2 separate regions of the Sus scrofa genome follow, and region 1 is linked to region 2. A link is a contact called in public HiChIP or PLAC-seq data. All regions are on one chromosome and are shown on one strand. The core of a region is the stretch at or near the end of the contact, and the rest is flanking DNA. Distances in the headings are between cores, read along the strand shown. Region 1 has its middle 64 kb from the start of ABCC4. Region 2 overlaps ABCC4 (multidrug resistance-associated protein 4).

Region 1 (5,327 bases), core at 1,413-3,912, 160 kb after region 2:
AATGCTCTCTGCTTCCATCTTTTCTTTCTTTTTTTTTTTAGGGACGCATGTGTGGCCTTTGGAGGTTCCCAGTCTAGGGATCGAATCAGAGCTGTAGCTTCTGGCCTATGCCACAGCCACAGCAACGCCAGATCCTTAACCCACTGAGCGAGGCCAGGGATCGAACCTGCGTCCTCATGGATGCTAGTCAGATTCGTTTCCACTCCTGCTCCTGTCTTTTTTGACGGGATCTTCTCTCATTTTCCTTGCGTCTCTGGTCTGTCTCTACAGAAGGAAGCCCTGATGTCTTTTCTGAGCTCTGCACATTGATCTCCAACTGATCGTCTGACTAGGATGTGGCCCAGGCACTTCAAGCTTCTTAGGTCCACGTTTGGGTCCTTGATCTCCCCTCCAAACGCCTGTTCTCTGCCTTTTTCCTCATCTCAGTAAGCGGTGCTGCCACGTGCCCTGGTGTGTATGCTCCGAACACTGTAATGATTCCCACACTGCCTTCTCTCTGCTCCATCTCCCCAGCCCATTGCCAATCCAAAGGCTTCTACCTACAAACCAGATTACTTGACTCTGTCCCTCTGTTGCCACCGCACAGTCTAGACTGCCACCAACTTCTGTCCACAGAACTACAGCAGCTTCTCAAAACAGGCTTGTTTCACTACCAGTGAAAGAGGATTTTGAAAACTCCCCAAAAGATTTGTTTTGGCCAGAATTTGAAGCACCTACAATAATACCATTATTTGGACTTTGTGTGAGTTGGAGGGAGGAAAGATTAACTACAGTTGTGCTTTATTCAAGGATGCCCAGTTAAGCTCCTTTAAAAATATATTTTGGAATTCCCGTTGTGGCTCAGCAGTAATGAATGTGACAGTATTCATGAGAACACAGTTTGATCCCTGGCCTTGCTCAGTGGGTTCAGGATCCTGCCATTGCTGTGAGCTGCGATATGTCACCGATGCAGCTCGGATCTGGCATTGCTGTGGCTGTGGTATAGACTGGCAGCTGCAGCTCGGATTCCACCCCTGGCTTGGGAACTTATGTATGCCGCACCTGCGGCCCTAAAGAGAAATAAGAAATAAAAAATAAAAAATAAAAAAATTGAGGGAGTTCCCGCTGGAGCGAAGCAGAATTAGCATCTCAGGAGCACTGCGATGCAATCCCAAGTGTGTTAAGGATTTGATGTTGCTGCAGCTTCGGTCATGACTGAGCCTGGGATCTGACCCCTGGAGGGGGAATTCTTTATGCCTCAGGGTGGCCAAAAATGAAAAACAAACAAACGTATTTTGAGTGGGCTGACACACAAAGACACAGACTCAGCTGGTGACTAAAGGTGTGGTTTTCACTGAAACAGCTTTGTAAGAGGGAGAATTCTGGGTGTCCTGAATTGGCAGCAAAGGAAGTAGCTCTGGACTTTCCCCAGTGACCTGATACCAGAGAGAAGGTGCAGAATATTGCCTTGGGAAAGTCGCCCAAGTGGCTCCTTCATGGAGGGGGAAAGTAGGCTGGAATTCCGGTGTATCAGTCAGCCTTAGCTGGTGTATGCTGTGGTAGCAAAGAGTGTCCTAATTCTCAGGGCTTATAGCAACCTGGCTCCAGGTGGCCCCAGGCTGCAGAGCAAACGAGAGAACAGAGGGCTTGACACCCACCTGTGCCCTGACCTCCAGGTGAGTCTTGGATAAAACCCAGAGCACCCCTGGAGATCATGGCAAAGTGTGGGAAGGAAGATTTATTTTTCCTCCTTCGTAAATTTCTGTAATTTGAAACCACATTTCTACTTCCTCTACCAGAGACAGACCAGAAAGTCAAGCCTTCTAGTGTGCGCTGCAGAAATTTATGACTGAGTAAATAAGCATCCTGAAAAATAAGCCTTGGTTACCTTTTTATTTTTGAAGAAATGAAACATCTTTCTGAAACCACAGCTTTTGTTCAAAATGAATAACAGAATGTCAGTTATTAGTTTTTTTCTTAGAAATCTCTGTCTTTTGCTCAATTGATATATTGTTAATGGTGCACTAACGTATTTAAAAATTAATTTTAAAATGGGAAAGGGATCTATTAACAATCCATGCTGTGAAGGCAATTGCGTCTTTGCCTTTACACGCATATAGAAAGAAAAGAAAGGGGTAAAAAATCAGTCATGCCACGTATGACTCATGAAATTTCTTAGTTCTTTTCCTTCCTCTTCTTCAAAATAAAGAAATCATTAAATCCATAACCTGAAACCACCGCCCCCCGAACTGTTCCTTATACTTTTTAATAAGATCAGTAGCTGGTTGGTTGGGAGATGGGAGCAAAACCCAGTCTTCACAATTGTGGCTGTGCCGGAGGAACAAGCACCTCATTCCACAATACTTTCTCTGATACATTGCTGACACATGGAGAGGACAGAGGGCAGACAATACTTTTCAGGGGCTTTATGTACCAGCTGTGGATAAATCCACTGAATAGATGAGGCTTTTGTTCCCCTTTCTGCAAAATGAGAAATATTAGCAATAGCTGAAATGAAAGTTCTTTGTGCATCAAAGCCTCGTTACTGTTTTCCCCTTAATGAACATAACACTGTCTTGAATTTCTACCCTGTTCCAGCTTCCGATAAGTGCTGTGTGTTTAGTGAGTGCTGTGCTTGGTGCTGACAGCATCGTTCCTTTTCTTTCCCACGGAGTGACCTACCCTGAGCAGGTCCTCTCACGTTCTCAGCGAGACTCTAAATAGAAGGTGCCCAAGGCCATGGGCTAGGAAGGTGGGAAGCAAGCCATTTGATCCCAAGGTCTACACTCCCTACTTCTACTTTGCACCGCCCCCACGTTCTCAGGTCCTCAGCCTTCACTTCTTGCTGCTCCTCATTCTTCTCAGGGTCAGCACCCCTCCGTGGGACCCAAAGCCGCTAAGCAGCCTGTGCGAGGCAGTAGCCATTGTGTCTTACTTGTGCATGGCGTCATCTCGTGGCCAATCCATGCAACTGTAGGGACCCGTGCTACATTTACTGTATTTGGGGAACATCAGTGCTTTATTTGGGGTGACTGCAGCTCTAGCAGTTTTTTCTTTTCTTTAACAGAATAACATCATAATGCTCAAAGAAAATTCATGTTCCCATTTTAACTGACTCATGGCAGGAACAGGAAGTATATATGCCAACAGAAATGGAAAAGGGGAGGATCACAGGAGCAAAAATGGGCTGGAGTGTTTTACTATTAATGTAGTGCGGATGCCTCTTTTCTTTGCATGATTCAAAGACAGAAGTATAAGCATGCATGGAGTTCCCACCATGGCTCAGTGGTAACAACCCCGACTGGTATTCATGAGGACACAGGTTCGATCCCTGGCCTCGCTCATTGGGTTAAGGATCTGGCCTCGTCCTCAGCTGTGGTGTAGGTCCGGTTCGGATTCCGCCGGCAGCTGTAGCTCTGATTAGATCCCTAGCCTGGGAACTTCATATGCCGCAAGTATGGCCTTAAAAAACTGAAAAAAGAAAAGTAAGAAGAAGAAGTACAAGCATGCATGAAATACTCTGATAGTAGCAATTTTCAGATATATATAGCATGGTGAAAACAGATCTTTCCATATATATTCTCCACTTCACTGTCCAATATAAGAGATTACTCTCAAAGCCCATTACACACTTACTCTTTACTTGTGTGTTTGATAGCTTTTCCCTGACTCCTCTGGGGAGGTTACCACTGATCTCCCTGCCTGGGTTGATTTCAGGACAATATGAAGGTGCTTTGTCTTCCCCAAACCTCTGCTCCATGACCACGAATGCTGGGAATAGAGAACAAAGCCTGCTTCTCAAGTACTATGATGTGCTTTGCTGTATTCTTTGGCAGCAGTCAATTAGGCTTAGATGACGAGAAAAAGTTAGAACTGAATTGTGACGCAGTGGGATAAGATCTGACTGCAGTGACTTGGATAGCTGTGGAGGCTTGGGTTTGAAACCACAGCTTCCCCAGGATTCCTGGCCCTGGGAATTTTCATATTCTGTGGATGTGGCCATTAAAAAAAGAAAGAAAGGAAGGAAGAGAAAAGGAAAAACAGGCAGAACAGATGAAACTCAGAGTTAAGTACAGATAGTAGGTAAGCAAGTAGCTTATGAAGTATAAGCAACCCTAATAGGATATATTAAATGTAGCTAATAAGTCCTCTGCTCATCCGACAGGCAGGCTAAAGATAAAGTAGAATAAAGGGAATATGTAACGGGATAAACAACATTCCTCATAGATAGAAAGACGGAGAGACCAAGTCACCGCACTTGCCCTAAGCTCAGACATGTTTCGGAGGAGGGGTTGCCTGGATTGCTCTGTGCTCACTGGACCCTAGTGGAATCTCTGATCTGTGGAATCTCTGCTCTACTAGCCAGATGGGGTCCCATTTGAAAGTAGAGAAGAGGCTGCTTACAGGATAGGCAGTAGGTTGGGAGAGGAGGGTGCAAACACGGAGCAATTATTGGGTATCAGGTATGTGCCAAGCGCTGTGCTTGCTTTTCACACACATTTGTTAATTACACTCTGGGTTGGGATTTTCTCTCTCTTGTTCATAGCAACCTACCTAAAGTAAGCACTCCCACTCTGTAAATATCTGCTGAATGGATAAATGAATCATCTCGACAACCCTGAGAAGTTTGTATTTGAATCCTCATTTTAAAGCGTTGAAACAGTTTTGAAACCAAAGCTGACCTGTGTTGTTAAAAGCTGGGAGCCTGGTGATTGGTGGTGTAGAAACCAGAGGGTCATGGTGGGGGAACTTGTGGGGTGCTCCTTGTGTCCTGGTTACACGTTTATGCTCATTTTCTAATAGTATGTTATCCTTTAATACGAAGCTAACAATATCCTCCAGAAATTAAACAAACACGGCATTACCTTATGATCCAGCAATTCCACTTCCAGGTATAAGCCCCAAAGAACTGAAAGCAGGACTCCAAGAGATATTTGTACACCCGTGTTCACAGCAGCGTTATTCACAGTGCCCAAACACGAAAGCAACCCCAGGGTCCATTGAGGGATGAATGGATAAAGAAAATGTGCTATATCATACAATACAATCGTTGCTCTGCCTTAAAAAGAAGGAAACTCTGGCACTTGCTACAAGTGGATGAAGCTTGAAGATGCATGCTATGTGAAATAAGCCAGTCACAAAAGGACAACTGTTTATATTTCACTTGTATGAGGGAGTAGAGTAGTCGGATTTGAGACAAAGGAGAAGCATGGTTGCCAGGAAGTGGAGGGCCAGGGGGTTCTTGCTGAATGGGTGTGGAGTTTCAGTCTGGGAAGACGAGAAAATTCTGGAGGGGGGTGGTGGTGACGATTGCGTCACAGCGGGAAAGCACTGAATGCCAATGAAGC
Region 2 (5,416 bases), core at 1,737-4,236:
TTAGGTGGTGGGTTAAGTTGTCAATTTGAGATTTTTCTTTTATTGAGGAAGGCCTGTATTGCTATGAACTTGCCACTAAGCACTGCTTTGGCAGCATCTCATAGATTTTGAATGGTTGTGTTATAATTATCATTTGTCTTGAGTATTTTTTAATTTCCCTTTTGATTTCCTTGTTGACCCATCGGTTTTTTTAGCAGCATGTTGTTTAGTCTCCATGTAGTCAGTTTTTTTTTCATTTCTTTTCCAGTGGTTGATTTCTAGTTTCATGCCATCGTGATCAGAGAAGACACTTCAAATAATTTTTATACTCTGAAGTATGTTGAGGTTAGTTTTGTGCACCAGTATGTGGGACAGGGATCCAGTGTTGCCATGAGCTGTGGTGTATTTTGCAGATGTGGCTCAGATCCCACAATGCTATGGTGTAGGCTGGCAGCTATAGCTCTGATTCGACCCCTAGCCTGGGAATTCCATATGCCACAGGTGCAAAAAAAAAAGAAAAAAAAAAAAAAAAAAAAAAAAAAAAATAGCAACAAAACAACGAAAGAGAGAGACACACAGAACAGAACAACTATAGAAAACACCCTATCTGGCTGACATGTATGCTCTGATGTGGGAGAGGAGGGAGGGAAGGGTGTTGGGCCTTACACCCTGGGGGGTGACATGGGAGCCCTGAGACTATCTGGGGAAATAGCCCTGAAAAAGGGACAGCAGGTGCAGGGATCCTGGGACAGAACATTCCTTCCTGAAGTCTCAGCTTAGCTGGGGACAGGGGTACTCCTAAATGGTCAAGTGCAACCCTTGAGGCTGTGGGAAGACAGAAGGACACAGGCTCCCCCTGGAGGAATGGGGGTAAAGGCAGGGGCCCCTCCTTCACCTGCCTTCTCTGCCCTGGCACACTGTCCCCTGGCCCTGGGACAGAGGGAGCAGTACCTACAGACAGACAGGTGTGAGAAAGGGCCACCAAAGAGCCAGCAAGGCTGGGACACGAGGAGATGTGAGGATGAGCTGGAAAGGCTGATGCAGGCAGACAACAAGGAAGCCTATTCTCCATGTGGGGCCCTACAGCTGCATGCAGAACATGAGGGGAAGTCTGTGCAGGGGGGGAGCAGGAAGGGGGCACTGAGCAGACAGCACCTGGGAGTCTAATGAGGACACACTAAGAACTGATGACCCAGGAGGCAGGGTCTGAGGATGTGGGGCCACAGCTGGACACAGGTGAGTCGGGCATCCATGCACCTAAGGCCTCTAACCTTCTGTAGGTGAGAGAATCCACTTAATGCTCACAATGGACAGTTGTAACTCTTGCAAACCTTAATAACCTTGGCTATAGCTTCACAACTGAAGATAAGTGTTTATGGCAGGTAGAAGTGTAATCCATTCGCTTTTAATACAAAATACTCCCAATACTAAGCTTTAACATGACTGCCATCTCGCATAGCATATTGTTCCATCCAATTTTCTAACTCGTTGAGAACATTCCCTTGTTGCTGCCGAGTGATTTCCTAAATTGTATTCATGCTCCTTGCCCTGAGTTGCCCAAAGAACGTGGTTCTGATTAACAAACAACAATCTTAACAAGTTTGCTTCTATCAAGTGTTTATTCAAAGCCATTAACCCAACAAGTAGAAATACTTTCTGTGTTTGAGGCAGAAGTTGGGAGAACTTCTGTGATGAGCACAGTGATACTTGGCAATCAGAACATGTCCCTCTCTCCTCCCTGTGACACGGATGCCATGGCCACAAGGAACTGTTCTCAGAGTGGTGGGGAGCTTGTCAGACACACACAAGATGGGGTGACAGACCATTGTGAGTTCAGGGCTGGGCTCTGGGAACAGGGAGGCTGGGCTGCTCCTGATGCCAAGAGGGTGCGGGTGGGGAATCTGTCACTGAACTCATGATGGGCCGCAAGGCACTTTTGTAAGGAAAAATTTGGGTTTTAATGGAGAGAGACCTGGAAAGGGTAGTCGGATCAGAGAGCTGGAAGCCATGCCTCAGGTCAGCTGTCCAACTCTCCTGTGTTCGGAAAGATTCAGTGATACCATCCACTTCTTAACTGAAGTAAAATATATGTAACAAAGTATGTAACGTAAAAAGTAAAAAGTACAATTCAGCGGCAGTAAGTGTATCCACATTGTGTGCAGCCATGACCACCGCCCATCTCCAGGGCTCTGTCATCACCCCAACACGAAGCACATTTCACAGACGCTGGTGGACCCGCCCATGACCCCACTTAGTGGGGGTGGAATCCCAGCCCCCAGTGTCCAGAGCTCAGAGCTCCTCAGTCTCACTCTCACACTGACTCTGAGCAGGTCTCCATACGTTGCTATCCCGGACCTGCTGTAAATCAATCATGTCTGCCCCAAATTCACATGCTGACACCTTAACCCCCCCCAGTGAAATATTGACACCTAAGCCAACATGTGACAGAGCCTCCCTCTAAAGAAGTAATTGTTACCCTGAGTTAGGGTGGGACTAAAGCAGTCTGACTGCATCCTGAGAGGAGCAGACCAGGACTTAAGGACAGAGACACAGGGACACACGTGAACAGAGGAAAGACCAAGTGAGGACACAGCAAGGAGGCACCATCAGAAGCCAGGGAGAGGGGTCTCTGCAGAAACAAACCTGCCCACACCCTGACCTTGGACCTTCCCAGCCTCCAGAACTGTGAGAGGTGAACGTCTGTTATTTATAAGCCGCCCAGCCCATGGTCTCCCGTGAGAGCAGCCTGGACGGAAACAGCCCTGGCAAACTAACACAGGGCCTAACACAAGAATTTCCATACAGCTTTCTCTCTGCCCAACAGCCCGAAACCTCCAGGCAAGGACGTGCCTGCTGTTCTCACGGCCTTGCTTCCTCCTCCCTCCACAGCTTGCTTGGCTTCTACTGTTCCTTCAGCAAAAGAAACTCAACCCTCTTCTCAGAACCACAAACCCTGCCCAGCCTGCAGGCCCACAGGGCCCTTCCCACCACGCCCAGTGCCCAGGGAACTTCCCAGCTTAAACTGAAACCTCCTGCTGCCCATGTGGGCCTCCACTCAGCACTCACTGTCCTGTATGGAAACCCCGACACCTTGAGTCTGCTGACCTCTCCCCAGGCATCTGCCTGAACGAGCTCCGAGGCGACACAGATTCCTGAGAGGCAGGAAGGAGGGCTGAGCGTCTCAGTCTCCCTCATTCTGCCCCGTGTGGCTCCTCCCCGTCTCCTGGCTCACTGCCCTCCTGTGGGAACTAAGCCCTTTTGTGCAACAACATCTGTAAGGGCATCAACTCAGTGCACACAGTAGGGCTGTAATAAGAGCTCAGGAAAGCACGGAAAGGGCTTGTTGACTTTAAAAAGGTGACCAACAGGAGTTGCTGACGTGGTTCAGCGGAAACTACTCTGACTAGTATCCATGAGGATGCAGGTTCGATCCCTCAACTGAATCAGTGGGTTAAGGATCCAGAGTTGCTGTGAGCTGTGGCACAGGCCAGAGGCTGAAGCTCTGATTTGACTCCTAGCCTGGGAATTTCCATATTCTACAGGTATGGCCCTAAAAAGATAAAAAGTTTAAAAATAAATAAATAAAAAAGGAGAACAACAGCAAATTCACCAACCATGGGGTAGATGTGGGTGCTATTTAGCAAAAGCAAGTTCATATGACTTTCAATAAGGCCAGTCTAGGAGTTCCTGCTGTGGCCCACTGTACAATCACTTAAGTTATAATGCATGAAAATCATTATGATTGTAAATATATAGGTGTTTAAGACATAAAATGAATTACTTTGTTCATTTGTGGTTATTCTGGCTAAATAAAAATCATTAAAAACCACTTGAATATGAGTTCCCATCGTGGCGCAGTGGTTAATGAATCCGACTAGGAACCATGAGGTTGCGGGTTCGGTCCCTGCACTTGCTCAGTGGGTTAACGATCCAGCGTTGCCGTGAGCTGTGGTGTAGGTTGCAGACACGGCTTGGATCCCGCGTTGCTGTGGCTCTGGCGTAGGCCGGTGGCTACAGCTCCGATTCAACCCCTAGCCTGGGAAACTCCATATGCCGCGGGAGTGGCCCAAGAAATAGCAACAACAACAACAACCACAAAAGACAAAAAAGACCAAAAAAAAAAAAAAAAAAACCACTTGAATAGACAAGAATTATGAAAACATTTAGCATTGCATAAATTCACGGATAAGCTGTAAATCCATACTATGTGGACATTTCAGAAAATGCTTTACTTTTGAGTATTATTATCTACCTCATTAAATCAGGTGTTTATTCTTTTTTAAAAAATGTTTATTCTTGACGTTGAAACTATATAACTGTATTATTCAGAATTTAGTGTATCAAGAACTTTTGTGTGTGTTCATTAACCACTCCAATTAAATTCAGTGAACATCTAAGAAAAGAAAAAGGAATCCAACTGCAGCAGCTCAGGACCCAACGGAGGTTCAATCCCTGACCAGCGCAGTGGGTCGTTGCTGCAGCTGTGGTGTAGGTAGCAGCTGCAGCGTGGATTCAATCTCTGGCCCACGAACTCTACCATGGGTGTAGACATTAACAAAAGAAAAAGAAAAAAAGCCCATTCTAGATGCCATCAGAGGCATCAGTCAATGTGTGTTACTGCACATTACACACAGAAAAGCATCACAGTTGTTTTATTTCAGGAGTTTGGTGGCCAAGCCAGAGCCACTGACAACAAATTCCAGAAACACAAATGAAAGAGAAGGTTTCAGCCAGAATCCAGGTACTGAGGTTCAAATTCAAGTTAGCCCTACACTGTGGGTCTGAGCATTATTTCTTCTAAGAATCCATGAAGCAATGTTAAAGAATTAAAATCATACTCTGATATGGAATAAATCATTCTTAAATTGTAGGCTTTACTAAGTATTTCCAAACCGAAAGAACACTACGCACAAACGAACAAGGCCTTTCCACAGAAGCCCAATGTGCTGAAAACATCCCTTCTAACTAACTGGCCTTCAACAAATGATGGAGGAGAAGAACTGACAGCCAGGTACCTGGCTCCCGAGTCCCACTCTCCCTACAGCACCTCTCTTATTCCTGGGCTCAGGATCTGTCCACAGGGTCTGGTTTTCAGCTGCAAGGAGCAGGGGCACCTGCCATCTGCTCCTCACTCCCTAAAGCACCGACTCCACTGGCCTCCACACACTGGAAGCCCCTTCTGCACTTTCCATCCTGACCTCCTTCTGCTGCACGATTTCTCTATGATGGGTCTTCTATGGAGGTGGGGGAGGGTGGAAGGAGTCAAGTCTCCTGAAGCACAGAGGCTTTCCTGAGCTCCGTTCCCTGGACCTGCAGGGATCCTGGAAGAAGCAGAAATGACAGGAAACAGGAGCAAACTCACAGCTCAAACAGATGCCTGCTGACTTCTGCATCAACGGCACTGAGCGGGTCGTCCAGGAGGTAGATGTCCGCGTCC

Evidence for each region. HiChIP or PLAC-seq counts read pairs in DNA pulled down with a chosen protein or histone mark.
Region 1: an H3K27ac HiChIP or PLAC-seq map of alveolar macrophages shows a contact between it and region 2. The contact joins two enhancer-like sites. A contact is called at or near these places in 8 of 47 Hi-C or Micro-C datasets (alveolar macrophages, liver, mesenteric adipose tissue and 4 more) and 1 of 2 datasets of contacts at active chromatin or transcription factors (alveolar macrophages).

What each region holds. Positions count from the first base shown.
Region 1 is chr11:64,371,494-64,376,820 of Sscrofa11.1, forward strand. No RefSeq gene overlaps it. Among named protein-coding and RNA genes, the nearest start is that of ABCC4, 64 kb to the left of the region's middle. Within about 2 kb of position 2,663, at least 12 of the 83 cell types and tissues checked have an H3K27ac peak or open chromatin away from gene starts, as enhancers often do. A contact at or near this core is called in alveolar macrophages, where this site is marked.
Region 2 is chr11:64,215,170-64,220,585 of Sscrofa11.1, forward strand. It overlaps ABCC4 (multidrug resistance-associated protein 4), which reads right to left. Exons shown (of 31, transcript XM_021065786.1): 13 at 5,342-5,416. Among named protein-coding and RNA genes, the nearest start is that of ABCC4, 92 kb to the right of the region's middle. Within about 2 kb of position 2,987, at least 1 of the 83 cell types and tissues checked has an H3K27ac peak or open chromatin away from gene starts, as enhancers often do. A contact at or near this core is called in alveolar macrophages, where this site is marked.